2 separate regions of the Mus musculus genome follow, and region 2 is linked to region 1. Evidence: chromatin contacts called from public HiChIP or PLAC-seq data. All regions are on one chromosome and are shown on one strand. Each heading gives the region's core, a stretch centred on a gene start, on an enhancer-like site or on the middle of the called end of the contact. The rest is flanking DNA. Distances are from core to core; before and after follow the strand shown. Region 1 has its middle 42 kb from the start of Gm41393. Region 2 overlaps Pced1b (PC-esterase domain containing 1B).

The links. HiChIP or PLAC-seq counts read pairs in DNA pulled down with a chosen protein or histone mark.
Region 2: a contact with region 1 is called in an H3K27ac HiChIP or PLAC-seq map of embryonic stem cells, with 7 read pairs. The contact joins two enhancer-like sites. A contact is called at or near these places in 1 of 15 datasets of contacts at CTCF or cohesin (large pre-B cells), 11 of 484 Hi-C or Micro-C datasets (CD8 T cells, ECoMG myeloid progenitors, adipose-derived mesenchymal stem cells and 5 more) and 10 of 115 datasets of contacts at active chromatin or transcription factors (CD8 T cells, the HPC-7 cell line, acute myeloid leukemia and 3 more).

Annotation. Positions count from the first base shown.
Region 1 is chr15:97,445,994-97,451,401 of GRCm38.p6, forward strand. No RefSeq gene overlaps it. Among named protein-coding and RNA genes, the nearest start is that of Gm41393, 42 kb to the left of the region's middle. Within about 2 kb of position 2,693, at least 28 of the 459 cell types and tissues checked have an H3K27ac peak or open chromatin away from gene starts, as enhancers often do. A contact at or near this core is called in embryonic stem cells and extraembryonic ectoderm, where this site is marked.
Region 2 is chr15:97,343,873-97,349,203 of GRCm38.p6, forward strand. All of the region lies in intron 3 of Pced1b (PC-esterase domain containing 1B), which reads left to right. Gm33325 (a long non-coding RNA gene) reads right to left here. Exons shown (of 5, transcript XR_875640.2): 2 at 4,174-4,284; 3 at 2,361-2,451. Among named protein-coding and RNA genes, the nearest start is that of Gm33325, 11 kb to the right of the region's middle. Within about 2 kb of position 3,204, at least 20 of the 459 cell types and tissues checked have an H3K27ac peak or open chromatin away from gene starts, as enhancers often do. A contact at or near this core is called in embryonic stem cells and extraembryonic ectoderm, where this site is marked.

The DNA.
Region 1 (5,408 bases), core at 1,443-3,942:
ACCAGTTTGTGCTTAGTGCCTTCGTCAAAACACTGAAGCAGGCCAATAGAGTCTGAAAGCCCTCAGCAAATGAACATTCTTATTCTATTAGGAAGAATGGGGGTGCAATTTTGATCTAGAAAGTCAACATCCAGTGATTAGGAGAGCCAGGCAGGCACATCATCTCTCATGAAGTAAACAGCACCTAGCCATCTCCGTCAGACTGACTCGAAGATGGTGATTATACTCAGAAAGAAAATTCCAGGAACCTGCATTCTAATTAACATGGAAATGAAATCCACAGAATAAATATGCATCCGAAGTGTATGTGGTCCCAGGGCACAGCGTAGACAGATGCAGAATGATTTGATCTGGACGCATTAGCGACATGAGTGTTTGCTGGGAACATGGAGTGGAAAGTTGACATTCAGTTCAATTAGAAGGGCAGAGTGAACGGTGAAAGCAATTTCCTTTGTTCGGTTAAATCAGGCATCCATCGGATGGCAGCTCCTCTTTGACCTTCCTGGTAAGGGCCAGGGTGGCTTCTAATGACCATTAAATGAACAGCCAGCTTATTCTTACCAATGTTTAACAAGCAGGACTTAGGAAAGCTTATTCCGGATGGAAAAAATCAGTCATGGAGGGATCTGTAAGGATATCTGTGGCATAGTCTATTGTTTCAAGTTATCAGCGTCCAATCTGGGGAGTCACGAAGGACCGGTGAGCGATAAGACTGAACGGGGAGTACATCAGAAGTAATGAAGAGGCTGCTGCTCTCAGCCTCTTGCTACTTTGTGTTCCAATTGCTGAACAAAAACAAAACAGAAGACAATTCCTCTGGGTGATTCTTGACTCTGATGAAGAACAAGCCCAGCGTTTGCAAAGATACACAGTTTCGAGTGGCTGCTTTGGGGACTAAAGCTTAAGAACTGCGGTGGTTCTGTCCAAGGTGATAATTCCAGCTGCCCATGCAGCAGGGGCCCAGCTATTTCTCCAAGTCCCAATTCACCCTGCATGACATGGGAGTCAAGTCTCTTGACTGTTAAAGGCCAGGCTGCCATGCTGAACATTGTGTATAAACACAGCCCTTAGAACAGATTTTGCCACTCTGGTCTTACAGATCCTAAAGCATACCCCAGACTGAGTGTCTTGGCTCTTTAAAATGTAAACTGGTTAGATTATTATTAAGTTTAACTAAAGTATTACAAGACATCCTTTGAATTCTGTTTTAATATTATTGTTGCTGAAGTATATTTCAGCACACACAATTTTTCATATCTTAACAAAAACAGGACGACATAAATGGAAAGCAAAGGTTTTTTCTCTCTTCTCCTCTAATCCTGTTTTTTTCCTCCACTGAAACCTTGTAACAATGGCATTGTTAAAATGACCAGAATAAACCTTTAAGTTTCCCTCCTAGCAGTTAGGGACCTCTTGAATCTAATCTTTCACTCAGTTTTGATCAATAGCAGCTGGTCAAAGGCTAACGAAGGCCTAAGCCGGAGCTTGAAGAGGTTCTGGCTTCTCGTCTTCTTCGGAAAAAGACAGTCGCTGTGTGACCAGTCCCGGGAGAACTTGCTGGAAGAAGAGAACTGCGGAACTGCAGAACCACAAGTCATTATTTTGAGCCATTAATGGGGGGGGGGGGCATTTGTTATGCACCAAAAGGTGAATGTTGGCTTAGCTTCTGGCATCTCTGATCTGTAAAGACACAGGAACTTGGTTAATGAAATAATTCCAGAAGGAACCAGAGGTATGAGCTTATCATGATCCCCAAGAAGAGCATAACACAACTGTCTTAGTCAGGGTTTCTATTCCTGCACAAACATCAGGACCAAGAAGCAAGTTGGGGAGGAAAGGGTTTATTCGACTTACACTTCCATACTGCTGTTTATCACCAAAGAAGTCAGGACTGGAACTCAAACAGGTCAGGAAGCAGGAGCTGATGCAGAGGCCATGGAGGGATGTTCTTTATTGGCCTGCTTCCCCTGGCTTGCTCAGCCTGCTCTCTTATAGAAACCAAGACTACCAGCCTAGAGATGGTCCCACCCACAAGGGGCCTTTCCCCCTTGATCACTAATTGAGAAAGTGCCTTATAGTTGGATCTCATGGAGGCATTTCCTCAACTGAAGCTCCTTTGTGATAACTCCAGCTGTGTCAAGTTGACACAAAACTAGCCAGTACAACGATTATCATTACAACACAAAGGAGGCGGGAGAGAGGTATCGAATCAGAGAGGTATCGAATCAGACAGAGCATCAGACATGATAGCTGGTCCCTGCATCTGCTGTCAGTCTTTCTCCCTCCCCCTCCCTCTCCCTCTCCCTCTCCCCTCCTCCCTCCCTCTCCCCCTCTCCCCCTCTCCCTCTCTCCCTCTCTCAGAGGCCATGGAGGGATGTTCTTTATTGGCCTGTTCCTCTCCCTGTTCCACTTCCCCTCCCCCTCTCCCTGTTCCTCTTCCCCTCCCACTCTACCTCTCTCCCCCTCCCTCCCTCTCCCCCTCCCCCCTCTGTGTGTGTGTGTGTCTTTACTGTCTCAACCACACCCCCCACCCTGTAGTAGCGAAGTATGGATGGCTGTACCATCAAGAACTCATCCCAGAGAATTCTCACAATGGTGTTGGCGATTTTAAAATGTGTGTGTTGTGGCAGTTGCTGCCTGCCTGTTAATCTCACCTCCTACCACCACCCGGGGTTGAGACAGCATGAGCAGGAGGAAGCCAGAAGCTGCTGCTGGTTGAGTGCAGCCAGAGCCAGTAGGAGCCAGTCTCTGCAGACAGCCTGGTAATAGAGGTCAGGCGGCTGTGGGCAAGTGCATATGTGATCCACACTTGACTACTGCCCAGGTCAGGTGATTACTGCAGAGATGGCTCCTTGGGCGGCATATACAGTCTATATATTCTCAGCCTGAGACGAACTGATTTAGAAATGGTGCAGAGAGGAGGAACCCAACTGTACAAGCCTGTAATTCCAGCATTTGAGAGTCTTAAGCAGGAGGATGAAAAATTCAAAGCCAGCCTGGGGTACATCACAATATCCTGATCAGCTTGGGCTATCTAGAGAAACTGTTTCAAAAAGGGAGAAACAGAAGTTGGAGAAGATATTGTTTTGAGTATGTGACAAACTTCCATCTCCAATAGGAAGAACAAGAGGAACCGTAATGGGAGAATTCAGAGATAAATTCAGAGTGAACCTTAGGGAAACAGGAAGTTGAAGCTTTCTAGAAACTTCTCTTTATAGCCAGGGCTTTCGAGATTTCACAGCGAAGGGCTTCACGGTGTTCTAGTTCGTGAGGAAGGCAGCCTACCGAACCTTTCAATCTGAAGACACAGCCTGGATTTCATCAAGTTTTCTTCTAGTATTTCTCTGATTAAACTTTTCCTACCTCCTTTCCCCAGAGCCCTCACTATCCAGATGCCTCACTCCCTGTATTAGTCCTCCCCTGTTGTCCATGTAACTTTTGCCCAAATTTCTAGATTTCCCTGATCTTATTAAAGGTTGATTCCAAATAAATGAATTTTACTGGGTAATTTTTTTTTTTTAAGTTTACACTCAAAACGTAATGGGAAACGTCAGAGAGGAAGAGTTTTATGTTCTGTTATGGAAAGGCTATACAGACAGTAAATTTATAAAGTCCAAAGATAGGAAAGCTGTTTTTGTATAATAACAGCGGGGACAGAATTTATATCCAAATGATCTTATTTATACTAAGCAAACAACAAAAATGTCCGTGCTGGGGACTGGGGTTGGGGGCAAGCTCAGAGCTCTCAGAGCCTCTTTCTTCAGAGCTTTAAGCCTGGTCAGAGGTGATCTTCAAGGCAGCTTCACAGCTGAGCAGGCTGCCTCAGCAGGAGAGCAAGGGGCTGCATCTGCAGCCAGCACTGCCCCAAAGCACACCAGGGCTGGTGATGGGCACAGGAGCAGGAAGTGGGTGGACTCTGAGTCCCAGGAAGTCTCCAAGTGCAGCAGAGGGGGATCCCACAGAGGTCTCACCTCAATTGTGAGTTCAGAATTTCATTCAGAAGCAGCCTCTCTCTAACTTACAAGAAAGAGTGAAGGTTCCTGTAATTCCCGCCATATTTCCTTACAAAGCAAACGGAACGGAAGCCCCTGGGGGTGTCCTTGTGGAACTGCAGTAAGCTTTGATAAATGATCTGCTACTGACTACCTAGGCACGTGTCCACGGTGCCTGCTCTCCATGGATTACTAAGATCTATCCTGCCGACCAGAGTCTTGGTAAGCAAGCATAGTCCTACAAACAACTTTTTTTTTTTTTTCAGGGAACTTTTAAAACCCGAGGCTTACACAAAACCACCTGATAAAAATAGCCTGCTAGTTCTTGGGCTTTTAGTTTCAAAGTCTGTTTCCCCATCTGTTATCCAAAGTCTAGGTCTACACAACCAAGCAAAATGGAAGCTTGTGTAATTGTCCTTTGACTCAATGGCTAACAGGCGATCAGAGCTGGAAGGAACACCTGTGCTCGTCCGATTCAGCATCCGCTAAAGTGTGATCCCTTCAAAGCGTCTACTAACCTGAGAGTGGATGCCCAAGTTGCTTGTGTGGTACAGGCAGGGAGGGAGGTCGTTACCTTGACAGACAGCCGGTTAGATGGCTGGACCACCCAGATTGCTACTATTGTAGCTTTTTCTCTCCCTGGAGTCTACTTATCCCATTAGATTACAGAGTAAGTAGGTTCACTATGGTTGCTGCTAAGTTTTTTTAAAGTAACAATATGAAGACAGCCATAGCATCTCCCTATGGGAACGATTCTGACACTTAAGAGGCAGGCCTAGTGACCTGCAACAGTTCTCAGTTCCAGGCAAAGCTGAGTGTGCACTGCAAGGTCATCTCTTGCCTGGAGACTCTGGCCTTGACAGCATTGTGTTGCGCCTACACAAGGTAAGCTGTCTCAGGTGGCTCACGCAGCTCCCCGGTGGAGGCAAACTTTCATGGAGTCAGAAGAGGCAGCAGCAGCTACACTGGCCCTGCCTGTTGCCAGAGGGAGGATTCTATGTAACCAAGAAAATGCTCTTCTGTAAAAAGCTGAGAGCTGGTGGGCAGGAAGATCACAAGAATGAGGCTAGCCTTGGCTACATAGTGAGTTCAAGGCCAGCCTGGGCTGCATGAGACCTCATCTCAAAAACAATCAAACAAACAAATAAACAAAAACAAAAAAATCCTGGCCATCTCCCCACCCCCTACATTTGTATCTGTACCCAATACCCCAAATATTTACATCTGTATCCCAAATATTTAACTATTTCTTGCTCGGTGTCACTCTGGTGTGATTAGTGATGGTAGACCAAGACAGGGACCAAAGAAGGAGAGATGACAAGAAGTCATTTGTCCTCTGCTTGGAGAAACGTTTCATTGTTTTTTGTGACAACATGAATAGGATGATAGACTAACCAACCATGATGAGGAAGGGGC
Region 2 (5,331 bases), core at 1,954-4,453, 100 kb before region 1:
ACAAGAGTAGAGAAGGAGCCTGGCAGAGGGGGACAAACGGGGGATGCTCTCGCCATCCCGGCAGGTATAAAGCTCTGCTGTACTCCTCTGTTCCATGAAGACGCTGGAACAGGCAGAGGGCAAAGGGGGTTAAAGTGGTCAGGAAAAGAAATTGAGAGCTCCACCCTTCGCTGTTACTTGTTCTGCCCCAGAACAGCCATGTTGCTGGTGATACAGTGCCTTCCTCAGCCCTGGACATGTACGTGTGAGTGTTTTACATAAGGGCCAGGCTCCTCAGGCCTTGATTGCAAAATACCTTTCTAGACTCCGATTTCATTTCTGCCGTAGATTAGGCCACTGCCGACTTAGGCCTGAACAGAGCATTAGATTCCCCTTAGCTGGAGTTGCAGGTGCTTGAGAGGCACCACGTTGGGTGCCAGGAACCAACCCTGGGTTCCCAACAGCAGCCACCCTTTTCGAGGTCTCTTCAGCCTCAGAGAGGCATCATCCACTTCTCCTCATCACTTGCCTGTTCCTTTACAGCCCCTCCAGTGTCTCTGTGTGTTGTTTCCCCCCCCCCCCACACACACACACCCTACCCCACTGATTGGTTTTCTACCCCAGGGTCTGGAAATCTCCCTACAAAGTAATCTAAGCAAATGAGCAGGATCGTGTTGGTAGATGGTCTGAAACTGCAATGCCTGGTTTGTGTGAGTCGCATGCAACACATCCCTTTACCTGGCCAAGTACAGCTCCACACCAGCCAGGCTGGGGAAACAGGGACGTCAGACAGCAGGGTCTCTCTTTTGTACTACCATGAATAACCCGCCTGGCCTGAAGGTGCCCTGTTTATAGAAGAGCCTGTGGCCTTGCTTAAACAAATCATTACCGCAGTGTTCTCCCAAGTTAAAAAGAAAAGTCTAACTTAGCGATCTTGAACCACGCTTCTGTTTACTCAGTTTTCAATGGTTTAGTGGCCCATAAAGACCACTAAACCAATGCTACACAGTGGTTCTGCGCTGCAGAGAGCATCATCGCCAGCACACCATGGGTTTATCTTTGGAGCCATTCCTTTGTGACGCTCGGTCATCGTCTCACTTTCATATTTTGGCAAACAATTCCTGACCGTGGATTAGGAGAACAAACCCTTGATGCTTTGTTCCCCTCCAGCTGGGCCCTTCCGCTGCATCTAGCCCTTCAGTGCATCCTTGATGTAAAAAGCAAAATGTTCCAGGGATATCCAGCCAGCTCCTGGGCGTTTCGTGTAGCTTTTGTTATCTTGCCTTAAACTCCAGAAACAGGCTGTGCTACCAGCCTCCACCCAGGTTCCCTCGGATCTGCGGATGACACACACACACACACACACACACACACATACACACACACACACACACACACAGTGCTCAATTTCAGCCTGCCTTCTTGGCTCAATAGCTGGGCGCTTCTAATCTCCCATCACTAGCGTTTCTAATCTCCAGCCTGAGGAAACAGCCTGTGGTCACTCCGCCCAAGATTTCACAAGGCTGCCAGGCAATGGTGGCGCATGCCTTTAATCCCAGCACTTGGGAGGCAGAGGCAGGCAGATTTCTGAGTCGGGACCAGCCTGGTCTACAGAGTGAGTTTCAGGACAGCCAGGGCTATACAGAGAAACCCTGTCGCGAAAAACAAACAAACAAACAAACAAACAAAAAGGGTTTACAAGGCCGATTGGCTTTTCCTCCTCATGAAGGAACCCCCGAAGGGAGACCCTCACTCCAGTCTCAGGAATCGCGAGCCCAGAAAGCCACAACAGTCAAGCTTGCTTCAAACACACGAGGTTTTAATGGCACACAAACCAGCATGCTGAGGTCGAGACCCATACACCACGGAGGGGTAGAGGAGTCCGACCACGACCCTATTTTCCAGCAGGCTTAAAATGGCAAAAAAACACAACCTAGGGGGAGGATCGGAGAGGAAATAGGGGAAGTCTAGGGGCGGATATTTACTTCAAGGCACCTGGGACATTGAAACATTCTATGGTTGTTTTTCCCAAAAGTTCCGGGGAATTAGGCCATCTGGCCGGGGGCCGGGGCCCATGTTCTCAGGGCAGTCATTATTTATTTATTTATTTATTTTTATTCTTCACTCCTAAGCAATATGAAAATCCTCTTCCTCTCCTGTGTCCCTTTGCCTGCTTCCAGGGACCAGAAGTCCCGCCTCTTTCCTTCCGCCCAGCAATTGGCCCCTTGCATCTTTATTGATAGGTCAAGAACCAATTGGAGAACAGCATCAGGACCACCCTCTATACCTAGCTTCCTACTGCAGTAGGCTGAGCTACGGTTCAGGTCAGTTCCAATAGCCCACCCAGCACATCCCTAGACCAACATCACCCTCCTCCTTACCAAGTCTGACGTCAACTCATTGTGCTCAAGAACTTTCTTCAGCAGGGAAATGAGCCCAGTGCCGTTTTCTCACATTTCTATTTCTTAAACTCTACAGAGAAAAAAAGAATAGTATTTTGTTCATGCATACTCTTACTGTTTAGAAAATGGTTTTTGGATGTCTTAGTTCATGTAGCTCTGAGTCGGGATTTCCATCTAAAAAGTAAAAATGATCGTTAGGGGGTGTGACTCAGTGATAGAGCCCTTGACTAACATACATATACGGCTTTGAGTTCAATCTCCAGTGGTAGCAAAGAATAAAAAATGAATAAATTACAAAAGGGAATTTAAACTAGTAAAATTCAATTGTCAGGGCTGGAGAGATGACTCAGCAGCTGAGAGCACTGGCTGTTCTTCCAGAGGTCCAGAGTTCAATTCTCAGCAACCACATGGTGGCTCACAACCATCTGTAATAGGATCCGATGCTCTCTTTGAAGAGAGCAACAGTATATTCATATACATAAAATAAATCTTAAAAAAACAAAAACAGTTCGAGGCCAGCTTGGTCTACAGAGTGAGTTCCAGGACAGCCAAGGCTACACAGAGAAACCCTGTCATTAAAGCAAAACAAAACAAAAAACAAAAACTCAGTTATCCTGGATGCCATCAATCCTACTATGTTCTTTACCTGAGTAATTATTGTTCCTGTGAGGCAGGGGCTAAGGGGCTTTCAACTCAATCTCCAAGGGTCAGAAGGGAACAAGTGAAAGGTTATCCATCCCTGGGCCCTAGTCTCAGAGTATGGACAGACCCACCCCAATCCGGTCCATTCTGACTCTTTCCTTCCTGGTCTGGTCTCTAGCCACCGGCTTCCACACCTTAACTCTGGTCCCCTTTGAGACGTCTCCTCCTCTCCACTCCCTACAGACTATAATGAAAGGAATGTTCCAAACTCTCTCTGTATACTAGAAATGCCTACATTGGTTTCTGGAAGAATCCCCCATCATAGGCAAACACCCAAACTCTGAGTCTGAAATGCCTATACTCTAGTGGTGCCCAGTAAAGTCGCATGCTACTCTGCCTGTGGCAGGGCAGGTGTCCCTGTGGCACAGAGGTAGCATGGGAAATGTGCCCCTCACAGGTCCAACCAAAGGCGAACCTCACCAGGGGCAGCACGCTAACCCCAGAGCGCAGAGCTGTCCGCTTTCAGACTCATTCTACTTTCTTTATCTTCTGCGGCTCCTCGGTGCCATAATCCAACATCTCTCATTGCTTCTTAGCTCTGAATTCCAGTGTTAGCATTCAGCAACTCTGCTCTGGGTCCTTGGAGGACTTTCTCTCCCGAGCCTTACCTTAATCTTCCCCAGGCATGTTACATACCCACAGCTCAGTGCTTCTGCTCCCACTGTAGGCAAGCTAGAGAAAGCCACGATTTCTTCACAATCAGGAAGGTAGGATTTCCCCCAGGCCTGACTTTCTGAGCTTACAGGACTAGCTAAGACTCACCATCTGATCTTCACCCCAAAGCAGAGGTTCTCTTAGAACCTTAGACTGAGTTTGGAACTTCATCAAGTGACATCCCTTGACCCCCCCCCCCAAAAGCCAGGATCTGGACTGTAGCACAATCCCTGGGTCTGAGCATAGGTATTTTAATTTTAGGGTGTTCGCTTTTTGGTTTGAGGTGCTGGGGATACTGTGAGAACCATCACCCCGCTTTTCTCTTTGCCAGTTCATACCCCTGCTGATTCTTGGAGCTGACTCTCAAGAGACCGCACCCCACACACCCAGCACAAAGCTTAACAATCGCACCTGTCTCCCTCCTTGTCCTCCTTACCTCACCCCGGCGAACACAATTTAACCATCGTGAGAAAGGGCCCCTCACTCCAGCTCACAGAGAATAGATGCCATTGCATTGCACATAGATCCAGTTCACTTGATCTGTAGCCTGCAGTAGACAGGTTTGTTGATTACAAATAGAACTTAGGACTTTGCTTTGTTTTTTAAAGATGTTTTCAAGTAGCCGTGTGTGTGTGTGTGTGTGTGTGTGTGTGTGTGTGTGTGTGTGAGAGAGAGAGAGAGAGAGAGAGATACAAAGTGCCCAAGGAGACCAGAGGAGTTGGATCCCCTGGAGCTAGAGTTACAGGCAACTGTGAGCTGCAAGGTATGGGTACCCCAAATTGAACTTGGGTTCTCTGCAAGAGCAGCATAGTGATTTTAAGTGCTGGGCCATCTCTTCCAGCCCAGAACTTAAATTTTTAATTTTTTTTCCGCTTTCATTTTCCTTTGGTAAAAAAACTTAATACGCTGTTAAAAAACAGAGTACATTCAGGGGTGAAGTGAGAAAAATATTTAGCTTAGCTGGCGAGAGGAACCAGAACTGTGCAGTGAGCAACAGTGACGTTACTTGAATGTGCAGACTGCTGAGCTCTGTGGAACTGGGTCTGTGGGGGAAGAACATGGTTTCACTCGGAATGTCCTTCAGGAGAGTGCACTAGAGTCTCTCTCACCCAGAAGGCACGCAGCGTAGGCTCCAGCGTGAAGTGAGGTTGGATGAATACAAAGTGTGATTTTGATTTCGCAGCACAGGACCGGCCATCCTTGACCCTAGTCTAGATTCTGCTGCTGACTAACCGCTAACGTCACTGCGTCCTGCAGCGCGGTCCCTGAGCCCAGGGGTCTCCACAGGGACAACGTGTGCCCAGAGCTGTGGGCACAAAAATGTATGAACACTTTTCATATAGGGTTCCATTTAATCTTCAGAGCCATTCCTTAAGGATGGCTGCCGTCATCCCCAGCTCAGAGAGAGGGGTGTTCAAGGGTAATGTGAGATGCGGTCTGATTTAGCTAGCTCTGATATGCATTCCTCTACTCTACTTTACACCTCTCCTTGGCTCCACATTTGCAAGTAGCTCTGGTGCTTTGGGGCAGCTCTGACATAGGAGACATCGAGACATCCCGACAGTTTGGGGCTTGCTCTCCCCTCCCCTTGTCC